Linked DNA regions of Mus musculus: regions 1 and 2 are each linked to region 3. Evidence: chromatin contacts called from public HiChIP or PLAC-seq data. All regions are on one chromosome and are shown on one strand. The core of a region is the stretch at or near the end of the contact, and the rest is flanking DNA. Distances in the headings are between cores, read along the strand shown. Region 1 overlaps Il6ra (interleukin 6 receptor, alpha). Region 2 has its middle 26 kb from the start of Ube2q1. Region 3 holds the start of Cks1b (CDC28 protein kinase 1b).

The links. HiChIP or PLAC-seq counts read pairs in DNA pulled down with a chosen protein or histone mark.
Region 1: a contact with region 3 is called in a FOXA1 HiChIP or PLAC-seq map of pancreatic cancer cells. The contact joins the enhancer-like site here to the promoter of Cks1b in region 3. A contact is called at or near these places in 5 of 39 promoter capture datasets (the 3T3-L1 cell line, cranial neural crest, hippocampal neurons and 2 more), 2 of 115 datasets of contacts at active chromatin or transcription factors (bone marrow-derived macrophages and pancreatic cancer cells) and 1 of 9 other capture datasets (liver).
Region 2: an H3K4me3 HiChIP or PLAC-seq map of embryonic stem cells shows a contact between it and region 3, with 8 times the contacts expected there. The contact joins the enhancer-like site here to the promoter of Cks1b in region 3. A contact is called at or near these places in 3 of 39 promoter capture datasets (cranial neural crest, neural stem cells and pre-B cells), 14 of 115 datasets of contacts at active chromatin or transcription factors (PVALB interneurons, T-cell acute lymphoblastic leukemia, bone marrow-derived macrophages and 7 more) and 2 of 9 other capture datasets (adipose tissue and liver).

The regions. Positions count from the first base shown.
Region 1 is chr3:89,895,393-89,898,092 of GRCm38.p6, forward strand. The region is part of intron 1 of Il6ra (interleukin 6 receptor, alpha); the gene reads right to left. Among named protein-coding and RNA genes, the nearest start is that of Il6ra, 16 kb to the right of the region's middle. Within about 2 kb of position 1,344, at least 88 of the 459 cell types and tissues checked have an H3K27ac peak or open chromatin away from gene starts, as enhancers often do. A contact at or near this core is called in liver and pancreatic cancer cells, where this site is marked.
Region 2 is chr3:89,798,573-89,801,272 of GRCm38.p6, forward strand. No RefSeq gene overlaps it. Among named protein-coding and RNA genes, the nearest start is that of Ube2q1, 26 kb to the left of the region's middle. Within about 2 kb of position 1,264, at least 34 of the 459 cell types and tissues checked have an H3K27ac peak or open chromatin away from gene starts, as enhancers often do. A contact at or near this core is called in embryonic stem cells and stem cell-derived epiblast-like cells, where this site is marked.
Region 3 is chr3:89,417,037-89,419,736 of GRCm38.p6, forward strand. It overlaps Cks1b (CDC28 protein kinase 1b), which reads right to left and starts at 1,255. Exons shown (of 3, transcript NM_016904.1): 1 at 1,119-1,255. The coding sequence starts at 1,177. It also overlaps a transcript of Shc1 not described here.

The DNA.
Region 1 (2,700 bases), core at 94-2,593, 480 kb after region 3:
CCTGCGTTTGGCCCCCAGACTCCACATGGTAGGAGGCGAGAACCAACTCCTCCTACCTTCATGTTCATGTCATGGTGTATGTGTATCCACATTAGATAAACAGATGTGACTTTCCCCCTAGACAGGCTGGCTCTGAACTGGGATATCCCCCTGCCTGTGCCCCTGCTTCTGCCTCTGCCTCTGCTCCTGAGTGCCAGGATTAAGGCATGTCCCACTGCTGCCTGGCTTTAGATCTGATTTTGTTTTAACTGAAAAATAAACAAATAGGGTGGAGAGTGACTAAGGAACACGCCCTAGGCCAATTGCTAGCCTCCAGATGCATGTGTGCACATGCCCACACACACAATTTTAAATAGAATAATAAAATTTTGCTATAAAAGAGTATGCCACATTATGCTGGCAAGTGGTACATCTGCTTGCCTCACCTCGTGATAGAGACCACATCAAGTCACTGACCAAAATATCAAGGATTGGGTAACTACTCTATCTGCACATCAACAAAACCATCAGACAGCACATTTCTTAGAGCACGTCCCCATTATGAAGCGATGCATAACTGCCTACACAGGTCACCACGCAGCCATGACCGTAAGACCGTAAGGTCCTGCTTGCCTCGTACCAGGGAACACAACGGCACTCATTCCATGCTTGTTTGAAATACGACAAGGCCTCCACACCTCACCCAGAACCACCGGTGGTCCAAGCAGAGTCCTCCATGAAGCCGAGTGGGCAGACCCTGCACTGGGGTCCAGCTAGGGGACACTGCAGAGTTCTCTTCTGCTCCTGCCCTTGTCAGTTCCATGAAAAATATTCCTCTGGCCACTTCCCTATCCCTTTCCCTCCCAATAGAAACCTTTGCATGGTTGGTGACTAACTTGCATATTGGCCAGGACTGTTCAGTTACTACCCTTGAGAACAATGACAAATTTATTCAGGTAATTGGGAGAAATACCGACCCCTCCCCACAAACAATCTTTCTTTTCCTTCCCACAAAAGCAGAGCCATAAAGAGCAGACAATGGTTACTTCCCCTGCCGCGGAACTTGACTGATGGTCTTCTGAATCTTTAAAACTGAGTCACCCGTTTCTTTCTTTCCTTCTGTCTTTTTTAAATCCGGGACAATTAATTATAAAAACCCATCTGCAAATGGTGCCCGTCAGCCCTGCTTCAAAAACATATTTCTTCTGAGACTGTGGAAAAAAAAAAAAACCCACTGTATTTAACTTTGATCTCAGAAACCTGGTGTGCCTAAAGATCAAAAGGACGTTCTCACTGGGGAGGCCAGGACAAAAGAGCTCGGTGCCAGTCCAAAGGGACAGCCTGACCTCCCACCCACCCACTGCTCGGCCTCCTGACTCAGCTCTGAGTCAGCCCTTAGCTCCTGCATAGTGGTCAGATAGCCTCAGTAGCAGCTTTTGAACAGCGAATGTGAAAGTCTCAGAAGCACCCTCCCTGAACCTCTGTCTGCCCAGGCAGAGGATGGGATACCAAGGTCTCCTTTCTCTTGCTTTGCTCTTCCATAGAGCTTTGCACGTTTGCTTTGTCTTCTGAGACAAAGGTGTAACTACATTTCCCCAAGCTGGCTCTGAACCCCTGGCTAAAGAGACCCACCCTACTCCTTCAGTAGGAGTGGGACAATAGGCACAACACCAATTTGGCTTTCTCAGGCTTTAAAGAGTCTAATCTTGCTCATATATTTTTTTCTTTAAACAAAGACATACGGATCCCAGGTATTACATGGGGTGGGGTGAAGGGGGTGGGGGTGTGCAGTGTGCATGGAATCCTGGTGATGGGGTGGACTTAAGACAGGCAAGTTTCTAAACACTTTCAGACCAGAGTCTCCACCCCACCCTTGTAGCTCTTGTTTGTCACTGGCCAGACTCCTCACCCTCAGCCCTCCCTTCCCAGCAAGCTTGATTCTGGAAGGGACAAAAAGAACCATCTTTGGGCTCAGCCTCCATTTTCTGGATGTCTCGCACTTTTGAAGGTGGCCAGGACTTCGCCTCAGTAGACCCCACTGGAGGAGGCACAGCAGGGAATCAGGTGGGCTTGTACTCCGGGAACACTCTTCCTGTGAGACAGGCCCAGTGACCATAGGATCCCTCCCATACCCTGAAGGCAGCGTGAGGTGTGGCAGCTGCTACACAGGATGAGATTCAGCAAAGAGCACACAACATCTGCCCTTGAGCAACTGTTCAGCCTGTGACAGTCAGGCAGCAAGCTTAAACCTGTCCCCTCCTGAAGGATTCAACATTTTCCATGCAGTGTTGCACACGAGGCCACACGTCTCCGCCAGGAGAGGGTATTAGCAGCCACTGCACATCTGCTCCACGCTGTGGCTGTGTTCTCCCCACTCTTCCATACTGCTATCTTGTCCAATCTCCAGATTCCTGGGGGCCTTAAAACTACTCACAATCCTGGCTATTTGGAAATAAAATATATTCCTGATGCTGAGAACAGAGAGGAGAAATAAATCGTTCTAGAGGGCAAAGAGAAACTTTAGAAGGCCTTGAGAAACCACTGGGAGTTTGATAAGCAGATTGCCCAGAACCAGTTCATAAAAGGGGCACAGTACATTTAAGGAATTCAGAAGGGAGCCACCTGGGGGACGGCTGGGGTCTGAAGTCTCCTTACACAGCAAGAAAGGAAGGGAGCCCCACAGGGAAGAGGCGGTGTATGAGACCCTCCAAGAGGATGGAT
Region 2 (2,700 bases), core at 14-2,513, 380 kb after region 3:
CCCAGTAGACTCTGTCTTCTGTAAGTTGCCTTGGTCCTGGTGTCTTCAGGGCACTAGAAAAGTAGCTAAGACGGAGAGCAGGCCGATAAGCATTCCTCCATGGCCTATGCTTCATTTCCCAACTCCAGGTTCTTGCCCTGTCTGCCCTCAGTGAGGGAGCATGGCCTGTGAGTCATAAGATGAGACAACCTCTTTCCTCTCCAAGCTTCTGGGCATGATCTTTATCTCAGCAAGAAAACGAAGACAGAAAGGGGATTGGGGATAAAGTCAGGTAGAAGTCCAAAGTTGGGTGCCTTTCTTACTCACTCTCCACTTTATTTTATTGATTTTTTTTTTTTTTTTGAGATAGGGTTTCTTTGTTTATCTCTAGCTGTCCTGGAACTCACTCTGTAGATCACACTGGCCTTGAACTCACAGAGATCCACTTGCCTCTGCTTTCCAAGTGCTGGGATTAAAGGTGTGAGCCACCATGCACAACTTCCACTATGGAGCCGTGGAAGGCAGCCTATTTTGGTTGAATGAGGCTTGCTCCGGCGACCCAGTAGAAAACTCTACAAGGAACGGAACAGTGAGCCATGTTCCCAGAGACAGGTGCCTGACACCACAGAGCCCCCAACTCCATAATCCTGTGACTATAAGTCACAATGTCCCAACCTCCTGGAATTCTGGCTAGACCCCACCCTCACAGTTACCTGACAATAGCCAGGTATGCTCCTCCCCATAGTTACCTGGCAACAGCAAGATAGTTCAGCCCACTATAAGAGGGGCTGCTTGACCCCCCTCCTTGATCTCTTTAAGCTCTCACCTTTCTTACTCTCATCTCTAGCACTCCTCTCTCTCCTCTCCCCCATCTCTCCATGTGGCCATGGCCGGCCTCTCCCTCTCTCTTTCTACCTTCTCTCTTTCCCCCTGCCTACAATAAAGCTCTAAAACCATAGACTGTCTCTGCTCATCAAGGCCCACGCTACTTGAACGATGGGATAGGCTTTCCCCTGACAGATGTGGTCTAATCTCCTGCCTGAAGGCCTTCCTGCGCTCCAGTCACAGACCGGACCAAGAACTTTCGCCCCGCCCCCCCTCCTCCCTTCGGCCCTGGGGATGACCGAGCCACTCCCGGGGGGCCCCCATTTGTTCTCAGCTCTTCTGTGGTGTCCAGCGGGGTCTGGGATGCCCGAGACTGAGAACCTGTTATCTAGGACTGCTCCTTGTCCACCACCCCTGCTGAGCTAGAGTCCTGTGGCTTCCCACAGCCAGACCCCCCCACCCGGGACCTCATGGAAAGCATGCAGCAGTTCTTCCGTATCTGCGTGCCCAGAGCACCGGAACTCTGGAAGCACTCACAAGGCAAAGAGTTTCAAGGAAACTCAACCTCCTGGAACCTTGGCATTCTCATAACCTGTATATTCATTCATACCCTATCCCCGCGTTTGTCTGGTGTATGGATGCACGTGCTCTCTTTTAGTATTATTTTATTATAAGTGCCTTTAAAGATTGAATTCTGACATAGCTAAGCCTTCGCCAGTGTTCCAACGTCCCAGAAAATCCTTGAAGCGGACAAACTTGGAATTCAGTAAGAAGGTTACCTATTCTGTAACATTCAAATTTACTCCTAGTAGAGATGGTGAAACTAATTAGGCATTACAAAGAACAGAGCTAGAATAGCTCCAGGGCTGGTCTGCAGGGTGATTACTTAGGACAGTAGCCAGTCTCATCCAGACAAGGGAATACACAATGGTCTAGCTAATAGGTGGGTTTAACATGTAAGAGTTAGGGACTCCCACTGAGACAGGAATCTTCACTACAGCCAGGTATAGCAGGCTACACTGCATGTTAGAAGCAAGTTGGTGAATTCTTCTGACAAATGGAGATTCTCCACAGATACTTAAAACAACAGCCAAGTTAAACTGATACAAGAATTTACCAAGGCCTAGGAAATAGGGGGTTTGTAGTGTTACATTATTCATGAGAAGGTCTGCTAGAGCAGAATCCCCTGGTGCAAGCTTTCACAAGGCTCAAAGGAGTAGCACAAATTGTGACTAGGGTGTGAAATCCTTACCTGTCATTAGCTGACCCTAGACAGGGCTGTTTTATCTTTACTGTAAACATTACCTGGTTCCTGGAAGTCCTTTTGAAGTCATTCCTTTGTTTTGTGTCAGGTAACTTCAATGTGCTTTGCCTGCTGTGACATCCTACCCCTTTGTTTTCTGTATTATATAAGACTGGTGTTCACTTTGTGACAATACATTCAGATTCTACACAACCTCTTGTGTTGATTTTTGTCTGTCATTTGTTGACTCCTTGTCCACATGTAACCAGAGACCGGTTCTACGCAGACAGGGACCAAAAAGGGTCTGCGGCACTTGTGTGAGTGTTGTGGGGGTGGGGTGGGGTGTGTGTGTGTGTGGGGGGTGTAAAACCCAGGGACTTCCCAGAACATTCCAAAGCAAAACTCAATCCCTGAGAGGCACCCTCAGCCTTTCCCCTTTTTTTGTGATAAGGTCTTACTAAGTGGTCCAGGCTGGCCTTGAACTCCTTCTGCAGCTAAAGCTGTCCTTGAACTTGTGCTTCTCTTGCCATAGCCTCTTACGTAGCTAGCATTATAGTCCTGTACCCAAGCACAGCTTATAACATAATTTTTTAATTTTTTCAAACAAAACCATTTTCAATAGCATCATTACTTCTCTCTTTGAATTTATATCT
Region 3 (2,700 bases), core at 5-2,504:
CAAGCTTTCCCAAACATAAGTTTATGGCAAAAAATTACCTGACTTGACTCAGGCTACCCCAAGTAGATTTACTTTATCATGCTCAGTGAAGATGTACTAAATGCTTCTTCCTTTGTGATAATAACAAGAGCCCCACCCCATTGTTGTCCAAATGTCAGAAAAGAGCTTCCATTCTAACTGTGACTTCGATACACAGAACCAAAAAAAAAAAAAAAAAAAGAAAAAAAAGAAAAAAAAGAAAAAAAAAAAAGAAACCCAAACAAACCCCTCCTTTAAACAAAAATGCCAAGGCTAAGCTGGAGTTACAGCTTCCCAGAGATGAAGCCACTCATTTCTCCAGCCATGCAAATGCTGTAAGTGTAACATTGTTACAGACGTGGAAAACAGCTGAGTACTTTACACTTGAGACAAGGTTCCATCTGTAGTGTGATCTGGGCTGGACCCTATGACAATCCTGCAGCCTCAGCTTCCAGAATGCTGAGATTAAAGATGTGAGCTACCGTACCAGCTTATCTTGCACCTTAACAGAAAACACTTGAAACCTCTATGCGCGCCATGAATGATCAAGTATTTGAAAGGTATCTACCCACGGCCACAGTCTTCATGCCACTCCAAGTCCTGTAAAAGCCTATCTAAAACAAGGCTGACAACTACTCATCTTTTTTATAAACTAAAAACCACCAACACTGAGGCTCTCTTAGAACCGTCCTTTCATCAAGAGCATGAAACTTTCAGTTCTGCACGGGCTACCTTCTTTCTCCCAGCAGACTTTGAGATTTCAGTAACGCGAGCAGTTCCTATTAGGGAAATCGCCACAACAAAGTTGCTTTAGTGATGTGAATTCCCAGAGGTAAAACTGATCAGAGCTACAAGACGCTTCAATTTAACAGCCGGCCAACTCTAAGTTCCCTTTCATTGTTTTACATCCTCCGTCCACCTTTTGCGCATGTGCTTTGCTGCTGTACCCAATCCCACCCCCACCCCACTCCCCGGTAATTCCTTGCGCACGCGCCCGTTCTACACTGTCCCCCGCCCCCATCCCCCGCCTCCCACTCCGGCCTAGGTAACTAACTCCTCGCGTGCTCTCTTTTGTCTGTAGTCCCCGCGCCGGCACTAACCGGTATTCGAACTCCTCGTCGTCGTATTTGTCCGAATAGTAGATTTGTTTGTGGGACATGATTGCTCTGTCCGAGGGCGCTCAGCCCCGCGCCGCAGGCCTCCAGACAACTCCCAGCAGCACGCGCTCCCACCCTCTTTGGCCTCGCTTTCAAACACACCGCCCGCACTTCCTATTGGTCTCTGCGGCCGAAGGCGGGACAGCTCCATTTTGAAGTCCTCGATTGGCTTGCTTTGGCGTCTCTTCAAGTCGTAAATGGAGTGCTGTGCTCAGGTTTCTGAAGAATGAGCTGGGTCAAACTAGGATTCTCATTGGCTCTCACTGCGCCCCTTGAGCCTGCTGGCGCAGCCATTGGCCAACTTTGGAAAGCAGACGGGTAAAGGAGGGACAGCGAGGTAGGGGGTCAGGGGTTAGTGAGGCCGGAAGTGAGTGTAATAAAGTTTGTCTGGGGAGGCCCAGGCTGGGGTGAAAGTTGGGGCGGTGACTTAAGCAGACAGTTGCGTGATCCGGAACCAGATCGGCCCGCGGTGCGGTGCGGAGACTCCATGAGACCCTGGTAAGTCTAGACTTTCTTTCTGTGGCGACCAACTCCTCTTCCACCCCGGAACCCCTCTCCCAGGACCCTACTTCCGGTCTTGCTGTATAAGTCCCGCCCCCGAGACCCCTCTCCGGAAGTCCCACCTTCCTACTTCAAGGGGCTCCCTGAACCCCGACTTGTCTCTTATGATCGCGACCACACCCTGTGGTCTTACTTTCCTGGGAATCGCACCCCCAGACGTGTTTCCCAGCACCATATGATTAGTCTTCCTTGTTCTCTCTCTGAGTCTGCCTCTTCAGGATTCTCGGTTGAACCCAGTCTATCCATTGCCTGGCTTCCAAAAGAGGGAAAACCGTGCTTTTGAAAGACCGATGTGACTTTGTAGAAGTGACGCCTCTTTGGGACCCCGCCCCTTTGGGACCCGCCCCTTCCACTGTCCACGTCCGATCCTGGGAATGTGCCGTACTCCCTGTTTAGGGACCTTGTCCCCTCAGGATTCTCCTTCCTCTTGGGCTTGGGTCAGTGCCGCAAAACCCAGGTCTTAAATGCCTGACGTTTCATCCGCTTCTATATCCCTCTCCTTGTTTTAAGCTTTGGGCTTAATTCTCCTGAGCTCTGGTGCTCCATAAGGTGGGGGGTTGAAATTTGTGGTTGTAAGGAGTGAGCTTATTAGCAGCGTCGCCCCTCTCCCCTCTTCGCCCACCCCCGTAACCTTCGAGAGTGAATTAAGTCGAAGGGACTGAATTTCGTTTACAGCTGGAGAGTGGATGAAGGAAAGGAGACTCTTGACTCCTTTGAGACCCCATCCCAAAGACAGCCATAGATGGCACCTTCCCATGCCTGGATTGGACTAAGCATTGGTTTGTGTGAGCCTAACGGGAGTCAAAGTTTTCCTGCTGTCAAAAGAAAAACTGTTTTGGAGACAGGAGTAGAGGTTCTCGTCCTTTCCGCTGTTTTTACAAGACCCCTCCCCCTATCCAGATATTCTAGTTTGGCATTCATCCTGGCCCCACTTGCCTAACCTTCCCTGCTGGAAACATTCCTG